Regions from separate parts of the Mus musculus genome. Here regions 1 and 3 are each linked to region 2. The links are chromatin contacts, called in public HiChIP or PLAC-seq maps. All regions are on one chromosome and are shown on one strand. Each heading gives the region's core, a stretch centred on a gene start, on an enhancer-like site or on the middle of the called end of the contact. The rest is flanking DNA. Distances are from core to core; before and after follow the strand shown.

Region 1 (4,618 bases), core at 937-3,436, 160 kb after region 2:
GAAACCTCTTTCCCGTCGTCGCTGTTCTCTCTCATTGCTTACCTAACGCAATCTCTGCACTGTCCCATCTAGTGTCTACAGCCACCCGGGACTGATAAAGTTAAAATGAATTAAAATCCAGCTGAGGAGATGACTCGGTGGGCAAGAATGCTTGTGGTGTAACCTGCAACCGTGCACACTACACGGAGGCTGAGATGGCAAGATCCAGACTCAGGGAGAAACCTGGCCTCAAGGGAATGAGAAAGAGTGCTAGAGGACACCTAATGCCCTCTTACCTGTACATGTGCACGTGTGTGCATCTGCACACTCACATGCATGGGCATGCACACTCACCAGAGTAAATAAAGCCCAAGTACCTAGTTCTTCAGTGCTACAGGCCACTCAGGGCTAAACCAGGAAATACAGACTAGGATACTGCCATCACAGAAAGTCCTAGTGGGTAGGGTCTACCCACAGCACACTGTAGAGGGAGCCTAGGAGGGCATCCTCACTTTCTGTCTAACTGTGCCTTTGCTGGGCCAATGAAGAGAGTCAGAGCCTGGAGCCTGAGAGCCAAGATGCTTTAAGGCTGTACAGCAAGGCTTTCATGTATGGGGAATTCCACGGTGCTACCGTGTGAGAGGGCCACTGCTGCTATACAGGATGCTAAGCTCCCGGCTACTGTCCACAAGAGGTGTGTCCAGGAACCTTCCGCACTAGTTTCACAGTGAACCGATTGATCTGATTGTGTAGCTGGCACTAGAGACATGTGCCAAGATGTCTTCAATGAGAAAGAAGAAAGCACTGTGGAAGAGGGGTGTAGCTCAGTTGGTAGAATGCCTACCGACCTAGCATGCACAAAGCCCTGGGGTTGACCCCTGGAATCACATAATCCAGGCATGCCACCACTTACTCAGGAGGTGGAGGTAGGAAGGTCAGAAGTTCAAGGTCATCTTCTACTACTTAGCAAGTTCAAGGCCAGCCAGGGAGCCAGACACATGCAAACCTGTCTTAAAAAAAGAGAAAGGGGGAAAAAAAAAAGCATTCTTGAGGAATGTTTTCATTTCTTCAGTGTTATTCTTTTATAGGCTAAGCACAATTGGTTAACAGTATTCACAGTTAACTAACTTAATTCTAAGCATTCCATTTTCACTTTGCTACCGGATATTAAATCCCACGCGGGCATTACTGTTTCTGCTACATACTTTTACACTTCATTACATATGTTTGTGATCTACTTCGTTCTTCATGTGGAAAACATTTAGAAACTGGAGTATCATTTTGTCACCTGACAACTCACATTACATGGTTTTTACTTAATTATATGCCATTCACGGGGGTGGGGGTAAGTGTTCCTGCTGTGTGCGGTGGCAGATGCACTCCGGAAGCCAGACAGGCATCTGGGTGCCAGGCCAGCAAGGGAGAGCCTGTCTCAAAAACAAAATAAAGCACGCGTTCAACAACGCTGCTGTCTGGGTGCCTGCCCTATGGGGCCTTGTGGGACAGACTGACTGGAGGGACAGCTGCCACCTCCCACCCAATCCCCGACCCAGCACTCAAGGTCCCAGACTGGTTCACATGCAGGCAGGGAAACCTCCCGACAGCTCCGAAACTGTTCCATGCTGGTCCTTTAGATTTCTGAGTAGGAACAAGGCCATTTGCTCGCACCCCAGGCGCATCTCTACCGATCCTTAGTGTGCAGAATGCTTCTTTACCTCATCTTTAAAAGAATGCCTCTACAAAGCCGCGGAGGCGGGGACTCAGGAAGACTCAACTGCCCATAGTTAGGCGACACACTGCGGCGCCTGCATCTTAACAGGTGAGCCTCTACCCTAGTAGCGCATCCATAAAGGCTTTCCAAAAGAGCTGGGCAAGGGGACGTTTCTGCCATTGTTTTCTGTTCATGGTCTCACTATGTGGCCTAGGCGGGCCTCGAACTCCTAGAAATCCACCTGTCTCATCTGGGAAGCTGCGCTTACAAGCGTGCGCCATCACGCTCAAGCTAAGGCGAGAGCGAGTCTTTCAGAAACCAACTTTACGGCGATCAGGCCGGACGGGCTCTCCTCATTAGAGCCACCGCACACAGAGAGAGATCCCGCCCAGTCATCCCGCCCGCCGCCTGCCGCCGGAGAACGCACACCCGTGCAATGCCGCCCGCACCCACCCGCTCCCGACAGCTCCCACCTCCGCTCGCTCGACTGGTTCCGGGTCGGGCTCTGGCCGCGCACGCGCAGTGCAGCAGCAAACCGGAAGGCGAGGCACCGCCCCCCGAATCCCGTGGTCTCTGTGGCTCCAAAGCCAAAGTCTGGGCACCAAGGAAGCTGAGCAGAAGGATCGCCGTGAATTCCTGCCCAGCCTGAGACACACAGTGATCCTGTCTCACAAAACCAGGAAAAAGCCAGGTGCCGGGTCGCACGCTTTTAATTCCAGTCTCGGGAAAAAGAGGCCGGGAATGTCTGAGAGTCACATAGGTTTGTACAGTGCGCCTCCGTCTAACCAACCAACCAAACAAGGGTGAAAATGATAGGGTGTTTAAAAACTGTACTTCGTTCACAAATAACAAGACAGACGTAACATGCTCAATAAACAGAAATGAGGTAATGGCTAAAAAAGTGTTTTAATGGAAATGGAAAGTCTTCCTCTTTTTACAAGTTTGAACGGACACTCAGTCACTGAAGCCCACGTCTGAGAACAGGTACAACAGGAAAGGAAAACACCTCCTTTCTGGGCCAGGCCTGTGTCTGCCCAGTGCCTCTGCGGACATCTCCCATCTCCCACTGTGCTATATGCTAAGTCTGCAGAGATGTCCATCCACCCATAGCCCCTGACAAGCGCAGCGCGTAGTGGTCAGCACATCTGAAAACCCCAGTCCTCAGTGGTCAAGTTCACCAAGTATTGAACGGATGCTGGGAAACAGGAGGAAGAATGAGCAGCGATTTCCAAATCTCCCTTTGCATCTTTTCTGGCCTTCAGTAGGAGGAACCATTGAAAACAAAACACAGTCAACCACACCTGCACGAAGGGTTCATTTCAGCCTAGGACTTTTCAAACATTCATGTTACAGAAGAAAAGCTATAATACAGGCAATGAAAAAGACTGGCATCACTTTCCCCCACAAAATTACATAAAAATCAATAAAACATTAAATAAACAATATTAATCATTAAATATATTAACACCAAAATCAGGTATAAATTAGGAAATAAATGTACAAACTATTTCACAAAGTGCTTTTAAAAATATATACACAACATTCAAGAAATTCTTAATGTAAGACATTTCAAATTGAACTTTTGGGGTGATACATATTTTAAGTGTTCTTTTCTTTCAAAAAGTATTAACACACACTAACACAGCACTTTACATATACACACACACATACACACTAATACAGCACTTTAACATACACACATATATATACACACATACACACACATACATACACACACACACACACACACACACGTACACACTTGCACATGTATGCATACATAAAAGGCATATTCCCAGATTGGCAAGGAATAAAAACCATTTCACAGTTACTTAAAATGTTTCGACATTTTCAATGGGATATTTAGCCCCCAAGTGAGCTTGTAGGCTAGTTTTATAAAAATTGCCAGAAAGGGAAGGAGCTAAAGAGATGATGAGTCCCTAAAATCAAGTTGCTAATACTTCTGCCATGTAGCGATCAGAAACTTGTTTCTGTAAAGTTAAAGCCGTCATGTAGTCAGCCCTTGCCTGTGTGTTTCCTAAACCCTGTGCCTATGAGACACATATGCCCATGGTTGTTGATAATGGTCCCAAGGAGAGGGAGAATGTCCTAGAGTAAGACGGCAGCCGACACAGACAAGTCCTTTGATCCGGCCCTTGATTCTCCTGTAAGTAAATGGAGCTTGCACTGTAAGTTCCAGCAAGACTGTCAAGATTAATTCAAGCAAACTCCACAAAGGTGCCTTACTACTGAGCTACAGGTAAGTTTTATATTTTAAAAACTATCAGCTGAAAACAGATGTGGTGGTGCATGCCCGTGGTCTCAGTACCCGGGAGTGGAGGCTGGGGGATCATTAAGTTCAGCCTCAGCTATGTAGTGAGTTTGAGGCCAGTCTGGGCTACATATAAGACACAAATAAAGCAAAAGCATCCTGGTGGACAGGTCTGATGTACCAAGCCCTGCATCCTTGGGGATGGTTTTGTATGTTCTTGGTTGTTCTGAGCACTCATCTTCAAGGTTGTTCTTTTCTTCTCATAGTAACATTGTTATTATCTAAATAAATGCTGAAAAATATGCCTGCTGCATTATATGCGGTGTTTTCCTTTGATAGAACCTTTTCAAAAAGGCTGTCTCTCATGTTTGCACAGAATTAAAACGAGATTAAACATCCTAGGAATGTAAAAAAAAAAAAAATCACCCAATTCTCACTGTATAAAACTTGTCCTTTTCATTTGAAAGAACGTAATAAAGTTATTTGGATTCATTAAAAATGCAGTGTGGATTTCAGACTTCCCTAAACGCAAAGGAACATCTGCTTGGCAATCTGAACTCAGAGGTCCTGAAGAAGTAATATAAACACTTGCCAACTGCTTGTAAAATTAAACATGAGTACTTTAAATTCTCTATAAACTTAGGTTTGGGCACACT
Region 2 (4,725 bases), core at 319-2,818:
CCCCACACCAAGCCTTCGAAGCAAAGGGAAGCGGCTGCCTTGCCCTCCCCCAGGTGGAAAACTAATAGTGAGGTTATAGAGGAATTCCGGGGAGGGAAAGTGGAAGCATCCAGGGAGGGCAGCTTGTCTTGACCTCGCATTTTCAACGGAGACTGGGGTCCTCCCAGCCCCTTGGGGTTTAAGATTTGTAGGAGGCTGGGGGGTTAGTCAGGAGGGCAGGAGGATGGTGCAAATTTTCCAGACAATTACGGGTCAGAACTGGGCCAGGACATGATGGCAGTGTTTCAGGAACTCACTGGGACCCTTGGGATTATCCAGAAGGACCAGCAAGAATGGGAGTCCTACCCAAAAACGTGAGATGGTGGCCTGGCTAGGAGATAAGGGGAGCTGCTAGCCCTGCTGCTGAGTTCGACCTCTACACCCCTGGGGGCTTTCCTGTTTGGTCCTAGAATCCAAGGGAAGGGAATCCAGTGGCTGTGGCTGAAGCAGACATGAGGTACACAAGCATCTTAGCTAAGCCTCTAGGACGTTCAATGTTTGCAACTCAGCCAGGCAGATCAACTGGAGCCCACTGTACCCCAGAAACACAGGAGCTAGAGGCACGGCTTGCTTAAAAGATGTCTAAGCCGGGCGGCGGTGGCCAGCGCCTTTAATCCCAGCACTTGGGAGGCAGAGGCAGGTGGATTTCTGAGTTCGAGGCCAGCCTGGTCTACAAAGTGAGTTCCAGGACAGCCAGGGCTATACAGTACAGAGAAACCCTGTCTCGAAAAAACAAAAACAAAAAACAAACAAACAAACAAAAAAACAGAAAGAAAGAAAGAAAGAAAGAAAGAAAGAAAGAAAGATGTCTAAGCAAAGTCTTAGCTTCCCAAGGAGCCTATGGAGTGGCACCTATAGGCCAATGAGCATCCTTGGATATGCTCCATGGGTGGGCGCCTGTCATTTCTTTGCTCTTGTATTGATCCCCTATTGCAGAGGAGTTTAAAACCCAAAGGGGTAGACAGGGCTAAATCCGACCTAACAATGGAGGAAGTAGGGGGTCTCCTCCTGTCTGGTCTTCTCCACCCCCCCCCCCCCCACCATTTGCAGATCACATCTCCTCTGGGTCCCCATCCACAGCTACACACAGTTTATTCAAATACCAACAGGGAAGGAAGAGAGTAACAGGCTAGGGCAACGGGGAGGCGCCAGGTGGCTGAGACCTGTTTGAAGTTAGGGAAACAAAAACAGGAGCCGCTGGGCGGGTAGAGGCAGGCCCGGCATGCTGGGGTCCTGAACATCCACGGAAAAAGCAAGGGGTCTCAGTGGGGATCGAAGCCACCACCTGGGAGAGAGGAAAGGCTCAGTAGCGCCAAGTTCCCGCGGCCTGGCGGGCGGCCAGCAGGTGCCCCTTCCAGGACGCTGGTCTGGCCGGGGTCGGAAGGGTTAAGGTCCCCAGGCCGCCCCCTCTCTTATGCCCTCCCCCAACCCCCTCTCCAGGGCATAAGGCTCGGGCGCCAGGCGGGCCTGGGCGGGGCCTGACGTCCTCGGACAGGCGGGGCCAGCGGGACCGGCCGCCCCAAACTAGACTTGCCGGGCTCCTGCGGTGCGCGCTGTCCCTAGAGCCGCAGCCCCCAGCAGGAAAATGGCGAAGCGCGGAGGGCAGCTCTGCGCGGGGAGCGCACCGGGCGCTCTTGGCCCCCGGAGCCCCGCGCCACGGCCGCTGCTACTGCTGCTGGCTGGACTGGCGCTGGTAGGCGAGGCGCGCACTCCCGGGGGCGATGGCTTCAGCCTGCACCCGCCCTACTTCAACCTGGCGGAGGGCGCTCGCATCACCGCGTCCGCGACCTGCGGCGAGGAGGCCCCGACGCGCAGTGTCTCACGCCCCACCGAGGACCTCTACTGCAAGCTGGTTGGGGGTCCGGTGGCTGGCGGAGATCCCAATCAGACAATCCAGGTGAGCGCGGCACGGAGGAGCTGGTTACACCATCCTGTGGTGGTCCACCTCTAGCGCCGGAACCCAGACATCTCGTAGGGGCTCCCAGTGCTGGGGAGAGTAAGTACGGACTGACTCTCCCACCAAGACTCCCTGGCCCCATGTTTTGATGGACTAAGGGGGACCCTGATGCGGCTACCGAAACTCGTGCAGACACGGCACGTGCCTCTGGAAGAGCCAATGAAGTGTCCGACTCGCGGACCAAGGGCCCCTGGGGCTGGTGAAGCTCGGGGGTGGGGGTGGGGGGGTGACCTAGGCAGGAGGGGACCGGTGATCAGTCCTCGGCAGCCGTAAGTCCGGGATCCCTGCGTGGGCGGAACTTGGCCAGGGTGCCCGCTGACTGTGAGGAGGGGGCGGGAGCTCCTTGTTACCCCGGGACAGGCAGGAACCTGTTGGCCTCCCGGATAGGGACGGAATGAGCGCGGAAGCCGCACCATCGCCGGTTTCTCCTGGTGTTGGGTCTCACTGTCTCAGCCAAAAGTTGAAGAAGCTTCTTTGCTTGGGATCTGGGAACTTCAGAAGGAGGTGGAGAGCGCTAACACCTGTGGGCCATCGTGGAGGAGCCCCCTGCCCAGCAGGTGGTAGGCTCTGGGGCTTTAGTCTCCCGGGAGATGTGGATTCTGTACCTAAGGACTCTCCTGAGCCCTGCCTTTCAGGCTGAGCCTGCAGGTGGGCCACGTTGTCCCCCCCCCCCCCCCCGCAGGACTCCTGCCTCACGTTAGGGACCTAAGGAGTTGGGAGCCATTAGGGCCTGGTAACTTTAGCTACCTTCTCTAGGGACCTGCTTCCACGTTCCTGGAAGGAGGCTGGCGAGGGAAAGAATAGCTGAAAAAACGGATTCGTCGGGGTGGAGAAAGGGGAGCGGTGAAGGAATTCAGTTCTGTTTTCTGGTTTACCTGGCCACCACCCTCCTTGCCTGCCCACCCCGCCTGTTCTCGGGCCTCCAAGTGGGGAGGGGGAGTTGAGAAGGGCCGGGCTCCCTGCGCTCTGGTTCCCTTGCAGTCTCAGAGTAAGAGCAGGTGTGGGCCATCAGAGACAGGGAAACTGAGGCCTGGGAAGGTATAAACACTTGTTTTTGAAGCTTTACAAGTCAGAGCAGGATCCGTCTGAGGCGAGCGTTCAGAAGTGAGGTGCCATCAAACGGTGGTGGCGCAGGCCTTTAATCCCAGCACCTAGGCAGGAGGGGACCGGTGGCAGAGGCAGGTGGATTTCTGGGTTCGAGGCCAGCCTGGTCTACAGAGTGAGTTCCAGGACAGCCAGGGCTACACAGAGAAACTCTGTCTCGAAAAAACAAAAAACAAACAAACAAAAAAAACAGAAGTGAGGTGTCTCTTGGCCAGCGTTGCTCAGTATATGGCTTCAGGGAGCTGAGTCTCAGGAGGGGGCCCTGTAGGGATCTGTCCTGACCCAGAGGGACTGCCTGGGATCCCAGGGCCTTTATCTCTGCTTACATAGTAATTGTTATTCTCTGGGAAGGGAACTCAACTCCTTTTGCACATCCTGGTCCTGGACCACCGATCCTGCTCTGCTAGTGCACAGGCCTTCTCGGAGGGTCACTGGCTCAGATGGATCTGATTCTGCACAAATTGTTATTACCTCTTTATAGTGGCAAAGGTCCAGCCAGGTGGTCAGAAGTTACAGCCCCTCTCTGCTGCACCTCCTTGGTGAGAAAGTAGAAATTGCAGCTGCTTCAGCAATGGCTGAATCAAGGGGTTAGGCATGAGAGTCACAGATTGTCCCCAAGGAGTCAGGGACCCTTTATGGCAACAAAAGAGGGACTGGTTATCCCGGATAGGAGCCCGAGAGTCCTACAGGGCCTCTGGGCAAGATGGAGAGTGGCTTGGTTCTCCTGCCCTCCCCATGGGCATCACAACTCTGCTGGCCTCACATAGAGCATGACTCAGTGGAAGGGAAAGTCCTAATCAGCTCCTATGTTTCCTAGTTCTGTTCCTGGCAGGACCCTCTGTGCCAGGGGGTGGAGGAAGCCTAGTTTCCCAGCCCTGTCTGCTGTGAGCCAGAGGTCAGTAGGGGAAATCCAGACCACCAAGGGTGCTTGTGGCTTACTGCTCAGTGAAGAGCTGATTGGAGAGTCTCACTGTGGTTTCCCAACTCTCCAGCCCCTCTCTGTTGGCTCGAAGGAGGCACACACTGACTTCCCTGGACTCCTGGACTCCCAGGTGCCCACCTTGTATCCCTGAGCCTGGGCCTGACTCCTGGGGCAGTATGATCATGTTCCTCACGGTCTGGACCACAAGAAGCCTCCCTAGGAGGCATGCCCACCCCACCCTGCTTGGCACCCATGGGGCAGGGTCCTCCTCTGCTCTGCTCCGTCCCATGGCTCTGAGAGCTGGGGACACACAGGTTGCAGGTTGGGGATCATCATTTAGGACTGACAGACTGGCTCATTTAGGGTTATGATTGTCCTAGCCCCTCTGAGCCACAGCCTGGGGGTGGTGGAGCAAGGAAGGTGTTATCTAACACCAAAGAGCTGGGGGTGGGGGGCAGGAGAACTAGCCAGATAGTTTGTATGATGGGATAAACATAACAGACAGTGCCTGGCAGGGTGCAAGTCAGCTGGGGTGGTCCAGGACAATGCCCAGGGGATGATATCTAAACCAAGATCAAGAGAGCACCGTGCTCTCTCTATACAGGCTGCCTGGCAGGAGTTCCCCAGAGGTCAACACATGGGGTTTGGGGAGCCACAAACAACCCTAGGAATGGATGCATAAGGTGGAAATCTGGAGCTAGCT
Region 3 (4,306 bases), core at 1,560-4,059, 230 kb before region 2:
GGGAAGCCCAGACAATGGCTGCAAGCCTCACCTTACCTACCCATGGTCTCTGGTTTCTAAGCCACGAACAAGCAGCTTTTTAAAAGGCCAGTAGTTTGAGAAGAACCACCCTTATCTATAGAAATGCCCAGAATTCTAATTTGTTTGTTTGCTTTTGTATTCTCAAGATGGGGGGAGGGGGGTCTTGCTATGTAGCTCTGGCTGTCCTGGAACTCACCATGTAGACCAGGCTGGCCTTGAACTCTCGGAGCTCTGACTGCCTCTGCCTTCTGAATGCTGGGATTAAAGGCATGCAGCACCACCCCAGCTGATTATAATTCTTTGTAATGAAAACAAGAATGAGGTCATGATAGCTGTCCATGATTGGGAAAAGGGTGCTGGGGAAAACCAGAGACCCTCACCTGAGAGCAGCAGGTTTGGAGGATGCGCCCAGATCAGCCGCTGCCTCTGCAGTGACCCACAACAGGATACAACCCAGGCACTGCATGCTGGTACATTTCCTCCATCTCCACCAGCAAGGCTTCCAGGCTCTACTGGTCAGGCAGAACCCTGGCCACTGGATACATGGGACACAATCCCTGAGGGCCTGTTCAGTTACTCCCAGTGGCTGAGAGCTAGAGTTGAACCTCCCTGTCCCTCTTGTTCATCAAGACCACGCTAAGGTCAGAGTTTCTCCAGAGTCTCAGAACAAGGTCTGTGGTGAGGTTCCAAGGATTAGCCCATGAGCTCTCTCAGTGACCACGGGGATCAGGAAGGGAGCACTGAGTATAACTCAAGAGGAAGCAGGGGTGTCCAGGAGCACCAGAGTGGGCAGTGACCTTTCTATGTCTCAAATGCTCCGTCCTGCAGAGGACCTTCAGGCTGGGAACTCGACCTGTTCCACTTTAGGAGATCACAATGGTATGAATTCATAAAACACAACAGCACCCACCTGGGAAGCAGGTTAAGTCAGAAGACTTCTGTAACAGAAAGAGGACTCACAACAACAGGCCCCATATGTCAGTGAACTGAGAAAATCTGAGTGTCTGGAAGCAAGGCATAGACAGAGTCCAAACTGCTGCAAAACAGTTACTCGGTAGCTCTCCTGCTGGGCCCATTTACAAGTCTTTATGCTGCTGGTCCTGGCCCAGGCCCTGCCCCTCTCTTCACCCAGTCACAAGCCTCCGTCTTGCCTGCCTGGCCCCTCTGCAGTATTGGGGAAGGTTCTGGTTGGGGCTTGTCCAGCATCTGCTTTGGGGACCACACCCAATGAGCTACAATTAGATCATCCAGGAAGAATTTATCCAGGTAGTACCTGTTGGTCTTTCCTAGTGGGCAGGCAAGGCAAGTCTTGCACCTCATCACAGCCAACAGGTAGGTACCTTTGGCCACCAGCATAGTCCTGTCCTGGTAACTGCTGGTTCTCTGACCTGGCTTTCCTCTCTTCTTGAAGAGAGAATGGCTGGCAAATGATACAAACCTCCGGTCTCCCCTGTGTCATTTCTAGGCAAGCCAAACATCCCGGTGCCCCAGGCTGCTCCTCTGTGCAAGGGGACTTTAAAATGCTGCCTGGGACTGCTCTTATCCAAAGCCCTCTCCAAGCCAGCAAATGCCAGGCTCAGCAAACAGCGCCTGCTGTCCCCATTACCACAGCTAAGATTTATAAATAATTCGGCTAAACACCAGGTGTTCTCTTCCCTGCCGTCCACCTGCCCCAAGCTGCTTTAACAACAGCTGACTAGACAGCTACCTTGGTTTACTAAACTACAAAACAAAACAAAACAAAACAAACAAACAAACAAAAAACACTGCCCTGAAGTTGGGATAGTTCCATCACAAATGGGCAGTTTCAACACCTTGGGACAGAAACACCCCAAGGCCATGTCTGGGGGAGGCCAGCAATCCTCATCACGCTAAACTCAAGCCACTGCGCCTGGGGCCCCAAGCTATAAGGTGCGACTATGTGTCTCTATCTCATTTTTCCTACAGATGCTCACCTCTCCTGTGAAGGAGGTACCCTGCCTTGAGTTCCCGGGTTTGGAGCTAAGCGTGCCAATCAGGCAGCAAAGCGACCCGAACTCTCGTTGGCGTACACACGCGTCCGGGGGCATCGGAGAGCTGCGTGAAGGTACCGGGCCTCAGGGACCCGGGCATCCGCGCTCCTCGTAGGGACAAAGCCCGCCACTAGTGAGCAACTTCCGTGCTCCACGTTTCCCTCGGTCTTAGCAACAACCACCACAGCCACTGGATCTGTCGCTGAACAGACCCGCAGAGGCTCGCACCTGCGTATACTAGCAAACCTTTAACCTGGGCCGACAGCTCTAGCGGTCCCCCCCCCCCCCTCACGCTTTCCTGCGCCCCAAGTCCACTCCCATCTTCCCTCTCGCTCTAGCGCAGCGGCTCTGCCTTCCCCCACCCCACTGCAGACTTGCAGCTTCCCTCATGTGCAGTGAGAAGGGGTGAATTCTGCATCCGGCTCCCTTGAGCCCACTCTGTCCCCGCATTGGTTCCCCGGGATGTGTCTTCAGACAACGCACCCGGGGCTCCGCCGCGCTTTAGTCCAGCCTCCGCAAACACCTGCCGCGCTCCTGACGTCAGCAGGTCGGAGTCTGGCATACCTAGGAGGCATCTAGTACGGAGCCAGACCCTGTCCCCATCCTGGTCCGAGACCTCAAAGCAGTCCAGATCCCAGAGCACTCACCTTCCCACGAACCCGGCTGCCGCGCTGCGCCCTGCGCTCTGGACTACGCGCGCAGCCCACTCCCGCTTCATTCATCGCCCAAGCCGCTCCCGCAGGGATGGGGGTAGTGGCCTCACCACCGCCACCAATGGCAGCGAGGCTCGGGCGGGCCGGGGCCAGAGGTGACAGTAGCGAGGGCGCGCCGGGGCGGGGCCGAGCGGAGGGGCGGAACTTGGGCGGGTCAGGGACAGCACAGAGAGCGGGACTTAGCTAGTGCTTTGCACGCGGTGATTTCTTTCTGTTGGGGGACACTCTGGAGGTTGCAGGCTAGGAAAATATGGCTCAAGTCTCACTGCGTCGTAGATGCCACCTGCTCAAGCGTGGAACCGAGGCGTTGGAGGGCGCGAGTAGCGATCCCCTCAGGCGTGGGGTACAGCTCCAGCCCGGCAAAGGGATCTCTCCACTCTCTGCTCAGGTCAACCAGTGAGTTCAGTGCAACGGGGCGCTGGGCCAAACCACACCCTCACCGGAGGAGCCCACAGGGTTCCAGTTCCGGGTACTCTTGACCTGAGATGGAGAGAGAATATACCAGTCACCTTCAAATTGAGGCGTTCTCTGCTGTGCGACCTTGAACATATTTCTGAACCCCTCTGGGCCAGTTTTCGCATCTGTAAAACTAAGATAATTAGCCATACGAGTGTGATGGCTACTGCTTGTAAGCCTGTGGGTATTCGGAAGGCTGGGGCAGAAGAAGGGTCCCACTTTCATAGTTCTAGGCCAGCCTGGGCTACAAAAGAAACCCAGTCTCAGAAAATCAAGCAAACAACCTTTTTTATTTTTTATTTTTCTTTTTTTTTTTAATTTTATGATTCCAACACATCACTGAAGGAAATGGAAAACAGTAGCTGGTCTGAATTTAGCCAAGTAACAGCCGACAGCCACTAGCCATTAACATCATACCACTGACAATCAACAGCCGATGGCAGAAACTCTCCATATATGTCTCCCTTTGGGGTGTATTACATTTAATTGAAAATACATGTGAGCCAGGTGTGGCGATGTTCACCGATAATCCTATACATACATGGGGCTGATGCAGGAGAATCTTTAGTGGGAGAGCCACACTGGGCTACCTAATAAAATCCTGTCTGGATTTAAAAATAAAAATAAAACAAAACAAAACCAAGAACAACAACCAAAGCAAAACAATAGAAACAAAATAACCTTCCCCAACTCTCCAAGGCATCCAGAGTTTATAATCTGGACAGGGGAAGTAAAGGCAGAAGGAATCAGAGTCTGTGATCAGCTTGGGCTACACAAAAGTAAAGTTAGTGTGGACCCTGCTGTCAGCTCATGAGGACATCACTAGTCACAGGGTGCCTGGGGACAGACCCTCCATGCAGCCTCGGGAGCTAAGGCAGGGCTCTTCCTTTATGTCTAGAGAAGAGACTGGCTGCTGAGCTTAGTTCTTCCAGCCTGACTTGTTATTTATCAGCATGTCTTCCCGGAGTGGGTGTGGCCGGAACCTACTCATGTTCTATCCTGGGAACCTCTGGTGATGACTTCAGGGTCTAGGGTCTACTTGTCAACATGTGAGTCTCTGCTCCAAAAAAAGCTGAGCTTCACTTCCACTGCCCCAGGTGTTGA

Evidence for each region. HiChIP or PLAC-seq counts read pairs in DNA pulled down with a chosen protein or histone mark.
Region 1: an H3K4me3 HiChIP or PLAC-seq map of embryonic stem cells shows a contact between it and region 2, with 6 times the contacts expected there. The contact joins the promoter of Mtg2 here to the promoter of Lama5 in region 2. A contact is called at or near these places in 8 of 39 promoter capture datasets (the HPC-7 cell line, cranial neural crest, frontonasal cranial neural crest and 4 more), 3 of 484 Hi-C or Micro-C datasets (embryonic fibroblasts, granulocyte-monocyte progenitors and granulosa cells), 8 of 115 datasets of contacts at active chromatin or transcription factors (the NIH/3T3 cell line, embryonic limb bud, embryonic stem cells and 2 more) and 3 of 9 other capture datasets (adipose tissue, liver and pancreatic islet).
Region 3: a FOXA1 HiChIP or PLAC-seq map of pancreatic cancer cells shows a contact between it and region 2. The contact joins the promoter of Slco4a1 here to the promoter of Lama5 in region 2. A contact is called at or near these places in 3 of 484 Hi-C or Micro-C datasets (all in embryonic stem cells) and 2 of 115 datasets of contacts at active chromatin or transcription factors (embryonic stem cells and pancreatic cancer cells).

Annotation. Positions count from the first base shown.
Region 1 is chr2:180,068,161-180,072,778 of GRCm38.p6, reverse strand. It overlaps Mtg2 (mitochondrial ribosome associated GTPase 2), which reads right to left and starts at 2,186. Exons shown (of 10, transcript NM_181424.3): 1 at 2,164-2,186; 2 at 893-985. It overlaps Ss18l1 (SS18, nBAF chromatin remodeling complex subunit like 1), which reads right to left. Exons shown (of 11, transcript NM_178750.5): 11 at 2,578-4,618.
Region 2 is chr2:180,222,702-180,227,426 of GRCm38.p6, reverse strand. It overlaps Lama5 (laminin, alpha 5), which reads left to right and starts at 1,568. Exons shown (of 79, transcript NM_001081171.2): 1 at 1,568-1,936. The coding sequence starts at 1,625. It overlaps Gm52542 (a long non-coding RNA gene), which reads right to left and starts at 2,808. Exons shown (of 2, transcript XR_003953984.1): 1 at 2,744-2,808; 2 at 1,113-2,488.
Region 3 is chr2:180,454,748-180,459,053 of GRCm38.p6, reverse strand. It overlaps Slco4a1 (solute carrier organic anion transporter family, member 4a1), which reads right to left and starts at 2,809. Exons shown (of 12, transcript NM_001355218.1): 1 at 2,681-2,809.